Linked DNA regions of Arachis hypogaea: region 2 is linked to region 1. The links are chromatin contacts, called in public Hi-C maps. All regions are on one chromosome and are shown on one strand. Each heading gives the region's core, a stretch centred on a gene start, on an enhancer-like site or on the middle of the called end of the contact. The rest is flanking DNA. Distances are from core to core; before and after follow the strand shown. Region 1 has its middle 8.1 kb from the start of LOC112797149. Region 2 holds the start of LOC112795131.

Evidence for each region. A called contact is a pair of places that touch in the nucleus more often than the background predicts.
Region 2: a Hi-C map of leaf shows a contact between it and region 1, with 2.1 times the contacts expected there. The contact joins the promoter of LOC112795131 here to the enhancer-like site in region 1. A contact is called at or near these places in 2 of 8 Hi-C or Micro-C datasets (both in leaf).

The regions. Positions count from the first base shown.
Region 1 is chr4:106,759,784-106,765,291 of arahy.Tifrunner.gnm2.J5K5, reverse strand. No RefSeq gene overlaps it. Among protein-coding and RNA genes, the nearest start is that of LOC112797149, 8.1 kb to the right of the region's middle. Within about 2 kb of position 3,876, at least 2 of the 3 cell types and tissues checked have open chromatin away from gene starts, as enhancers often do.
Region 2 is chr4:106,844,233-106,849,940 of arahy.Tifrunner.gnm2.J5K5, reverse strand. LOC112795131 reads left to right here and starts at 2,026. Exons shown (of 1, transcript XM_025837083.1): 1 at 2,026-3,981. The coding sequence starts at 2,026. The coding sequence ends at 3,981.

The sequences.
Region 1 (5,508 bases), core at 2,627-5,126:
GAAGTAGCACTGGCCAAAATCTTGACCTCTAAATCATTGTCCAAGCCGAAGAGTTGCCTTTCTTGTTGAGTGATCATGGAGATCTTATTCACACTAATTAGTTCATCCATCAACATGACTTGTGACTTAACGGTGGAGTATTGTTAACCAAGGCCACGAAGAAATTTTGTGACTTTGTCCTCCTCTCTGTGCATTCGAACAGTCCCCTAGTCCACAATCATATTTCACACAATCACAGGCGAGAACAGATCTGAAATTATCAATTTCTTCCCAAAGATTTTTTAGTTTGGAAAAATAAGCTGTAACATTCATATCACCTTGCTTGAGCGCATATACCTCTTCATTCAACTCAGCTACTCTGAAATGATCACCCTGATAATAACGGTGTTTGAGATCATTCCACAATTCGTAACCTACGTTGTTCCAAAGAATGCTTTGATAAATGTCTGGGTTGTGGGAAAGATTTATCCAGGCTACAACATATGTGTTGCATCGTTGCCATGTCTTCAAAATTGGATCAATTTTCTTTGGTCTCAATATGGTGTCATCAACAAATTTCAATTTGTTTTTTGAAGTGAGAGTAATGACCATGGCCTTGCTCTATGCACTGTAGTTCGCACCAGTAAAAATAACATTGGTGATAGGTATACCTGGATTTTCAGATGGAAGAATGTAGTAAGGACTTGCCAAATCTTGATTCGGATTGGTTTGCTTGATAATGTGACTCTAAATCTGCGCTACTTGATTAAAAAACGCAGCATTGATGTATGTCCATGGTAGGAGTGGCTCCTCCTAATCCAGTACTTGAATTCGCCTCCATAGGCTTTCGATCTGTGAAACTTCGAATTTGAGACCCGAAATCGCAACCTTTCTCTTTCAATCTTGTTGATCGGAAACTCGTTATTCCACACTGTTAGAAAATCAGTGAAACAACAGAGCTCTCATCAAACTCTGTGGCATGAGTTCAAGAGAGAAGAAAAAGAAAACAGATGAAAAAAGGTTGAAGAAAACAAAAGAGAAAAATGTGAAGATCGAAAAAAATTGAGCAAAAGGAAGGTTCATGAACACTGCGTTAACATTGACGCTGGATTCTTCATTATTCTCTGAATGCAATCAACAATGCGCGAATCAGAGAAAAAATTACTCTTTCCTCAATCAGAATCTTCGTGTTCCTCCATCTACGCTCACCGCACCATGTAAAAATTTCATGTGTGTGGAAAAGAACACATAACCAGAGAAATTGAGATAAAAGTGAGTAATAAACTTGTATTAATAAAGAATCACACTAGTTATAATACTAATGACAGCTATATATATGGTTATACTATTCTAACTAACTTTATACAACTCAACAAAACTAATAATAATAGATCTCAACAAATTGTCTAACTAAAAAAAGAAAATACCAAAAGAATACTAACAATTTTTAATTAACTTACTATAGTAATAATAATCAATAACCAGTATAATCAAGCTATAAGACAAAGCTACCCAGATAAATTGTTGTTTAAATAGTTGCATAATTTATTACAAAGGCTATGAGATGTGAAAAATTATATCTGACAGATTCTATGGTATAAATCGTAAAAATTATCTATTGATACAGATATTATGTGTCATCATTTTTATACCAACACTTGGCACTATGAAATTTGTGCAATTCTTGAATGAAGTGAGATGATTGGGCCACTACTTATCAGTTATAACGTCGTTATTAATATTTTTTAACCCAATGACAGCGGCCTTTTTATTGTTTTTAAATACAATTATATGTATATTCTTTTCACTTTAATTCAAATTTTTTTAATCTTTTTCAGGGTTTTGATTCTTTTCAAAATTTATTTCATACAAATAATGAAATGAATTTAAAGTTAAACTTCTTGTAGGATCTATTTTTGTTGTTATTGCTGTAGTAATTTTAGCCAATGCAAAAATAGTACTCAATGTCTCAATAGAAGTAAAATATTGAAGACAATAATAAAAAATAAATTAATGTTGACAAACTATGATTTTATACTTTTTTTTAAAAAATAATTAATGGATATCCAATATTTTTATGATTTTTTATTTTTTTAAACAAATTATGAATAAACAATAATTACCAAATGTAATAATAGATTCACAGGTTAAATAAATAAATGTGTAGCTCAAATTTGTTAATATTTAACATCTTAATTCTTTTGTATTATCTTCAAAATATTTTACTTCTAACAATTACTATTTTTTCATTAATTAATTAAAATTACTACAATGACAATAACAATAAAATTGAATTTTATATAACAAATTTAATTTCAAATTAATTTCAATATTTATATTGGATGAAATTTGAAAATAAAACAAAATCCTGAAAAAAAAAAAAAAAAAAACTAGAACTAAAATGAAAAGAAATATGTCCATAATTATATTTATAAAAACAAAGTCCCATATTTTTATTTGTTACCATTAATAAGAAGAAAACTTTAATAAATCCGTTCACCACATCACAAAAACAATCACAGCTTACCACAATTTACTTGACCTAAAAGAGAAAAAGAAAATTGAAAAACACTTCCATAATTAAAATTAAAAAAATTTTAAGTATATCGATATATTGGTATTTTAATAATTTTTAACTTATAATTAAAATCAACGATTAAAAATTACTGAAATATCGATATATCAATACACTTGAAATTTTTTTTAATTTATTAATTATAAGAAAAATGACTATATTAGTCATATCAACACAATTTCATTGCAGCCTTAAACTGCACAAAAGTAAATTTCAGCACGTCAGGTGTTAGTAAATAAAAAATAAATTTTTTTATTTAAATAAAAGAAAAAATCTAAAATTACTTAATTTTTTAAATTAATTTTTAAAACACAAATTTTTTATTTTTATTAATATATAAATCATTTCAAAATGGTATGTTTTAAATTATATATTAAACGTTACACTTTGAAATGATTTATACTTAAAAGTCTTTTCAAAAATTACTTATAAATCATTTCAGGATAATAAATTTTTCAAATTGAACTAAATCGTTTCATCCTGTGATAATTTATACTTTTTATTCTTAAAATACAACAGTTTCAGACAATTTATATTCAAACCTAAATCTTAAAATCGGTAACGATTTAGGTGTTGGAGGCTAACCTTTAAAATCCTGTGACGATTTACATGCGAATTAAAAGGACATTAGTAATTTAGATAGATCAATATCTATAATGGACAATAATTTTTATTGGATAAAAATAAATAGATCTTATTTATTACATTATATATATATATGTACATATAGAGATATAACTATTGAATTTACTTACTTTAAGAATTTTTAATGGTTATAATTATGTATATTTGTCAATAGAATTAAATTTAAACATAAATATTTTTAGGCTACTGTGTTTCAAGAGTAAAAAGCATAAATTATCGCAGGATAGGACAATTTACGTTCAATTTGAAAAGCTCATTATTCTGAGATAATTTATAAATAATTTTTTAAAAAATTTTTAACCATAAATCGTCTTAGAGTATAATATTTAACATATAATCTAAAATACATAGTTTTAGAACAATTTATATAATAATAAAAATAGAAAATTTTTATTTTAAAAATTGATTTAAGAGAATCAAATAATTTTAGAATCTCTTTATTTATTTAAGTAAAAATATAGATATTTTTTCAATCTATATAATAGAATCTCACTATAAATTTAATTTTACCATTCCTATTAGTAATTGTATAAGAAATTTTGTTTCTTTTTTAAAAAACGCCCTGCCAAGAGAACAAGAAGAGTTGGATTTCAATGGACCCTTTTATTTGGATCGCTGCCCCATACAGGGCAAACCCTATGAACTTTTTAATACAAGTAGCGGTTGCAAAACTCCATGCGTCCATTATATACTATATAGTTAAGCCACGTACTATTCTTATGTGTGGATATCTTAGGTTTTTTATTTTTTACAGTATTTTTTAATTTAATAAGTGAATGTTTAATTTGTCGAGAGAATTTGAGTTTTATTTAAGTGTTTGTTATTAGTCAATAAATTATTTTATACACAAAAAGAGATTTGAATTTAAAATACTTATTTAAGTAGATTAATAAGTTAATTATTAGACCAATTTATTTTATTTATTTATTTATTTTTTTTTTTGGTTGCAGACCAATCCACTCTTTATGCCACGGAAATTTCCAAATCTAATGGATCCAAGGCATATGTTGTCCAAAATCAGAATCAAAATTAGACCCTAGTGCAAGAAGAAAGGAAATAACTATGATAATTGGGCTTCGTGACCAGCCCATAGGCCGTAGACTAGGATATTTTGAAAGTCAAATATGGCCGTATATTAGGAAATAACCTACTTATTTTTGTTATTGGTGACATTGAACTTCTTATTTCTCTATTTATAGTAGTAATATCCATGCTCCACGACCAAGTGTTAATCTATACTACTAAAATATACTTCAGTGTTTGAAAAATATGTGTCACACCAAATAACGCCCAGTTTTGGTAAATATTTTTAAGAGGCACGTGTGTATTTTATTTTTATATTTAGTAAATAAAAAATTATATGTTTATATTTTTAAAAATTAAAAGTGTTTTTAAAAGTGCATTCTCATTTTTTATTATATTATATTTATTAAATTAATTTTAAATATTAAAAAAATTTATCAAATATATTTTTTATAATTTGTGTTTATTGAAAGCTTTTACAAACATAGCTATTACAATGTCTTAAAAATTTTATGTTAAAAATTTAATTTTAATAAGTTATTTTTAAAAAGATAACATAATTTTATTAAATAGGGCCTAAACTTCTAAAAGATTTTTCTCATCAATTTTGTTCATAAAGAATAATTAAGCACATAACACTTAATCATGAGATATAAGACTTGGTTTGATAAAGTTTTTTGAAGAAGTACTTGTATTTTTGTAAAGTACAATAGACTATGTATTGTGTTTGCAACTTTTATAAGATAAAAGTATTTTTTAAAATACCTAAATAAATTTCTTCAAAATTTTTTTGTTTTTATAAAAATTTAAAACTCTAATATAATCTCATAAATTAATTAGTTTTTAAATTTAATTTTTATATTTATAACTATTATAATATTTTTAAATTTTAAAAATTATTTTACTAAATATAATTATTATTTATATTTATTAAAAATTATTTTTAATTTAATTTACCAAACATAAACATTATAATTTTTAAAAAATAAAAATTTTGTCAAACCAAGCCTAATACTAAGAGAAGTGGGACTTGTTTGAGTTATCTTAGTGTTATAGCTTTAATTTTATCTTTGGAAATAACATATACACAATAAATTTTAAAATAAAAATTTACGAGTAATTAAAGTAAATAATCATATGATTGAGATGTTAATAAATTTATTTATAAAAAAATAAAACTAATATTATTTCTATAAAAAAATAGACTCTAATTAACAAAATGATCTAAATTCTAAATAATTATTTAAAATTCTCATATTATTCCTCTAAATATCTCTAGCTAAAAC
Region 2 (5,708 bases), core at 777-3,276, 86 kb before region 1:
AGGTTGAAGATTTCCTCTCTTGTTGTGGTGGACAAGTTTGAGGTTGAGGATTCTCTCTCTTGTCGTATCGGGAAGTTGGATAGAAGGTTGAGAATTTCTTTCGGTTCAATTTTGTATTATTAATTTGATTTTTGGTTATGATTGAGATTATGTTTGATGGAAATGAGATTTAGATTGATGTAGTGAGGACGGTGGCTTTGTTCCGCTTACGAATAGGCAAGCTGAGATTGAGGATTCTCTCTGTTGCTGTGATAGATAAGTTGAGGTTGAGAATTTCCTCTCTTGTTGCAATGAGCAAGTGAGGGTGAGAATTTTCTCTCTTGTTACATTGAAAAATTGAATGGAGAAGGTTGAGGATTCCCTTTGATCCAATTTCTGGCTATGGTATGAACGAATTAGGTTAAGAATTTTCTATTGTTACATCACAATCTCTCTCTAATTGGAAGGTTGAAGATTCCCTTATAAAAGATTGAGAATTTTCTTTGTGTAGAAAGACGATATCTGGGTTAGCTACTGAATATGTCAGGTTCTACCAGTTTAACCAACACGTGAGCTCATGGCCATTAGGACAGGCATGCATCATTTGCATTTGTGTGTATTGATTGGGTGTGCATCTTGTATTTGGCTTTCCTTGTTGAATAATTGTATCTATATGCTATTTAAGCTAATTGTTTTATCTATTTTCTCTATTTGTGTATTTTTTATATTGTTTTGTATGTGTTTGAACAACTGAGAGATCCCTTATGCTTGCAATGGTGACGCTGAGGGTTGTTCCTGATAAGAATATGGTGATTGGAAGTTTGTGAAAAACTAAGTTGTGATACTGAATTACTGAATCATATGCTGATGGACTGTGATATAGAAAAGAGAAAGGCTGAGAGGTGTTGTGAAGGACTGAGATTATGAATTACTAGTATAGTGGAATTCTTAGCTTAATTACCATATTTTTGGATTAGTGTGACCCCAGGCTTGGATATAAATTGTTGGAGTTTAGGATTGCTTAGTAAGTTCGTATAGTTTTACATTGTCTTAACTTGGAACTGTTATTTTACTGGGAACGTTCGGGTTCTCACCTGTTGTAGGATTTTGTTGTTTTCAGATGCAGAACATGACGCATCTCATTGAGCATTCTGGACTCTTTCTGGGAAGCGAAGACTTTCCTTTGGGAGTTATATTTTGTACCTAGTTTATATGTATTCTCCACTTTGTATAAGTAATTCTGTATCCCTCTTAGAGGTTTAACTTTAGAGAAACAGAATTGTATTTTGAGTATACTTCTAGTTGTAATACAACTTTTTAGCCGGCCTTTTTTTGCAGGTGAAGATTAGTACTTGGTATGTATTTCTTTCAAAATCCTGTGTGTGTGTGTGTGTGTGTGTGTGCGTGCGTGCGTGCGTGCGTGCGTGCGTGCGTGCGTGCGTGCGTGCGTGCGTGCGTGCGTGCGTGCGTGCGTGCGTGCGTGCGTGCGTGCGTGCGTGCGTGCGTGCGTGCGTGCGTGCGTGCGTGCGTGCGTGCGTGCGTGTGTGTGTGTATCTTATATTTTCTTATATCAACGCCTTTATCATTACGAAATCTTAGTATATTATATCCCTTTTTGAGCATCAGAGCCCTTTTTGCAGGTGGCTCCCCCCTCATCGCTCCAACAACCCGGGAGGTCAGGAAGCTCTAGTCCTCACTCGCCAACACCAACCCGGGAGATCCACTCTCTCACCAGTGACCCAGATCCAAGTCCCCTCCAACCACCTCACACTCATAGTACTTCCGACCCGTTTGGGAACTGACTCCCCGAACATTGACGCTGTTACCGGGGAACCTCTAGTCTGAATGGATTTTTTGTTGGGTCCAGTGAAAGGAGAGGATGGAGGCGAGCCGTGTGTAGAGGAGAACGCTCATCGAACCAGTAGGGTGGCCTCTTTGGTTTCTTCCCACGAACGCACGAGATCCCCTTCCCGGAGGGACGAGCTTCCTTCCCGTTCTTGGGAAAGGCACTCTTTCAGAGGAACGAAAAGTGACAGGGCAAGAATAATGCAAGAGTTGGTGACCAAGGAGCGCTACCAGCCCGGCCCGAGCCAACCTCGCTCCCAGTCTCCTCAGAGGAGAAGGGAATCCCAAGATAGAAGCCCCTGGAGGCACCATGCCAGGCGTGCAACGGGTTCCCGACCCCCCGTGACCTGCGCGGAGTCTGAGGACCAGGGGGAAAGTAGGGAAGTGCTGAGAAGACGGAAAGACCCTGTAATCTACATTCGACCCTTAGCAAGACACGCCAAAGAGGAAGACCGGGAAGAAAGCAGGGAGAGACTGAGAAGGCGACGAAACCCTATAATCCTGGGAGCGATGCCTTTCCACCACTCCATTCTCGAGGTCCGATTGCCGAAACACTTCGACAAGCCAACATACATGAGATATGACAGAACACAAGATCCCAAGGAACACCTAACGGCCTTTGAGGCCAGGATGAACCTGGAGGGTGTGGGTGATGAGGTGAGATGTCACGCCTTCCCTGTGACCCTGGTAGGATCGGCAATTCGGTGGTTCAACGCGCTCCCTCAGGGGTCCGTGACGACTTTCGTGGACATAACCCGAGACTTTCTAGCACAATTTACCACGCGTATGGCCAAGGCCAAACATCCGATCAATCTTCTAGGGGTGACCCAAAGAAGCGGAGAATTGACCAGGATGTATCTGCATAGGTTCAACGATGAGTGCCTAGAGATTGATGGCTTGACCGATTCGGTGGCTAGCCTTTGCCTGACAAACAGGCTATTGAATAAAGACTTTTGGAAACACCTCACCACCAAACCTGTGTGGACAATGCAGGAAATCCAGAATGTGACGAGAGAGTACATCAACGACGAGGAGGTCAGCCAAGTGAAGACAGCCAACAAATGGCAGCCCGCCTATCATCCTACTCGTCAGCCCGGGAACAGGAAAATGCCTAAGGAGCACTCCAAAGACGGAGGGCCAACTAAACCCTTCAAGCCTTTCCCCTGGGTAGGAAAGTTCACTAACTATACCCCTTTGACGGCCCTGATCGTCGAGGTGTACCAACAGATAGCCGACCAAGGCATCTTGTCAAAGCCTCGCCAGCTCAAGGACAAAACCGGAGGAAACAAGAACCTCTACTGTGACTACCACAAGGGTTTCGGCCATAAAACCCAAGATTGCTTTGACCTGAAGGACGCTCTGGAAGAGGCGATCCGTGAAGGCAAGCTGACGGAGTTCTCGCAGTTCATAAGAGAACCTAGGAGTCGAGAGCACAACCGATCTGACGAAGATAGGGGTCGTACTGTGAAGCCAAGGCAAGAACCTGAAGAGGACAATGACCGCGGCCTCACTATCGTGAATGTTGTAGTTGGGAGGGACGCTGCACCGAGATCGAAGTTGGTAGCAAGAAAATATGCTAAGGTCCTGGCTGTGTCATCAGCTACTCATGGGCCTTCCCCCAGAAGAGTCCCAATGATATCATTTGCACCAGGGGACCGATCGTTTGATGACATGCCAGGGAACCCTCCCATGGTAATCACAGCAAGAGTGGGAATAGGCTTGGTCAAGCAAATTCTCGTTGATACCGGAGCCGATTCAAACATTATGTTCCAAAACGTGTTCGACGCCTTGGGCCTCTGGGAAGCCGACTTGAAAACACACCAGCACGGGGTGGTCAGCTTAGGGGATAATTTTATCAAGCCTGATGGAATAATCTCCCTCCCGGTCTCCATAGGGGGAGGTCAAGGAAAGAGGTCGCTAATGGCGAAGTTTGTTGTTCTAAGGGACTCCATGACTTTCAACCTTATCTTGGGGAGGAAAACAATTAACGAGTTTGCAGTGGTAATATGTACCAAGATACTGATAATGAAGTTTGAAGCCGACAATGGGTGGGTGGGATCCATCAAGGGAGATCTTCACGTGCGACAATGCCAGCTTCTCCCTAAGAAAGAAGTCGAAGGAGGCATCTGGGGTTTTCCTAGCCGATCTGGACGCTAGGATTGACGATAAACCAAGACCAGAGCTTGAAGGAGACCTGGAAAAGTTTAGGGTCGGCGACTCGGAGACAAATTCACCTTTTTGAATAGAAACCTCCCCCACAACTTGAAAGAGCCTTTGATGGAGATGATTCGAGCAAATAGTGATTTGTTTGCATGGACACCAGCCGACATACCGGGGATCGACCTCTAGTTCATGTCACACCACCTGGCTGTGAAGGTAAAGGCCAGGCTAGTGGCCTAAAGATGAAGGAAGATGTCCCAGGAGAGAGCGAATGAGGTGGCCAAGCAAACGGCCAGGTTGTTAGAAGCAGGGTTCATCCGAGAACTTGACTACTCGACTTGGCTGTCGAACATAGTCCTAGTTAAGAAGGCCAACGGGAGGTGGAGGATGTGTGTTGACTACTTGGACCTCAACAAGGCATGCCCTAAAGACTCCTTCACCCTCTCCAACATTGATGCTTGTTCCGAGGCTTACCTGAAACTGTAGGTCGATCTCGGACGAGATCTTCTGTGTGGGTCGGAGTTGTTGTTGTCCGACTTGTGGGACTTGGTGATGGTATTGATCCTTCATCCCCGGAGGGTGGGGGGTACCTGCAAGGGACTCCGATGCTTAAGTTAGCAAGGGTATTAAGCAGGTATTGAGTAGAATCAGAGTTTGAGTTATACCTGGGTGCTCCAGTGTATTTATAATAGGTGAGTTCTATGGTGTAGAAAGAAAAAAATTTCTACACCTATAGATATGTGTTGGCTCATTGGAGAATTTGACAAGTGTTTAAAGAAGGAGACAAAGTTTATACTCTTTGTAGGAATGATATAAAAAAATTCTCTTTTTTATATAGAATTTAAGTGAGTAATTATTTTCATTATGACTAATTATGTTGACATAATAATAGACCTCATCATAAATTGGATTTCTGTTTTATTATTGTTCGAAAAATAACGACTCAGTTTAAGCTATTAACCATTTAATCTAAATTTATTTTTTATTTACAAAATATATAGTAAATTATTTTATATAGCAATATTGTTTAAAAATAAAGGGTTGTATGATATCTAATAAAAAAAATATTTGTGTCATAAATTTTATATTATTAAATTGTCTTAAAAGTATGTTTACCGTCACAAAATTTAAAAATTGTAAATAACAATATAATAAATAATTTTTTTATTGTTAACTTTTAATTTAATTAAACGTATTTAGTGAATTTAGATGCTAGCAAAAATTAGTGTAATTTATTTTATTTTAATAATAAAAAGATCATTAAGTATGTATTGCTCATAATATAAAAAAAAATTAATTACAAATGGATATTATTAGTATGACTAATTATGTAATATGTGAGTCATATTTCTGGAATACATTACAATTGTATTTTGGCTTACAATATAATACAATGAATATATTTTTTATTTGGAGCTTATTTATTCCATTGATTTTTATAATTTTATGAAATTTTTAATTAAGTTTTTATATTTTTTTTTAATTGAGTCTTTGCTCTAAAGTTTTTTTAGTTGAGTCTCTATACGGAAAAAAGGACCTAATTAAAAAAAATTAATGCATAAACCAAATTAAAAAAACATAAAGACCTAATTGAAAATTTTACAAAATTATAAAAACTAACAAAATAATTAAACATTTATTTGGATTTAACAAAGTTTACTATAATAGTAATAACAATAATAAATATGGATTAAAAATAAAAATAATAAGTTAGTTTATTAAAA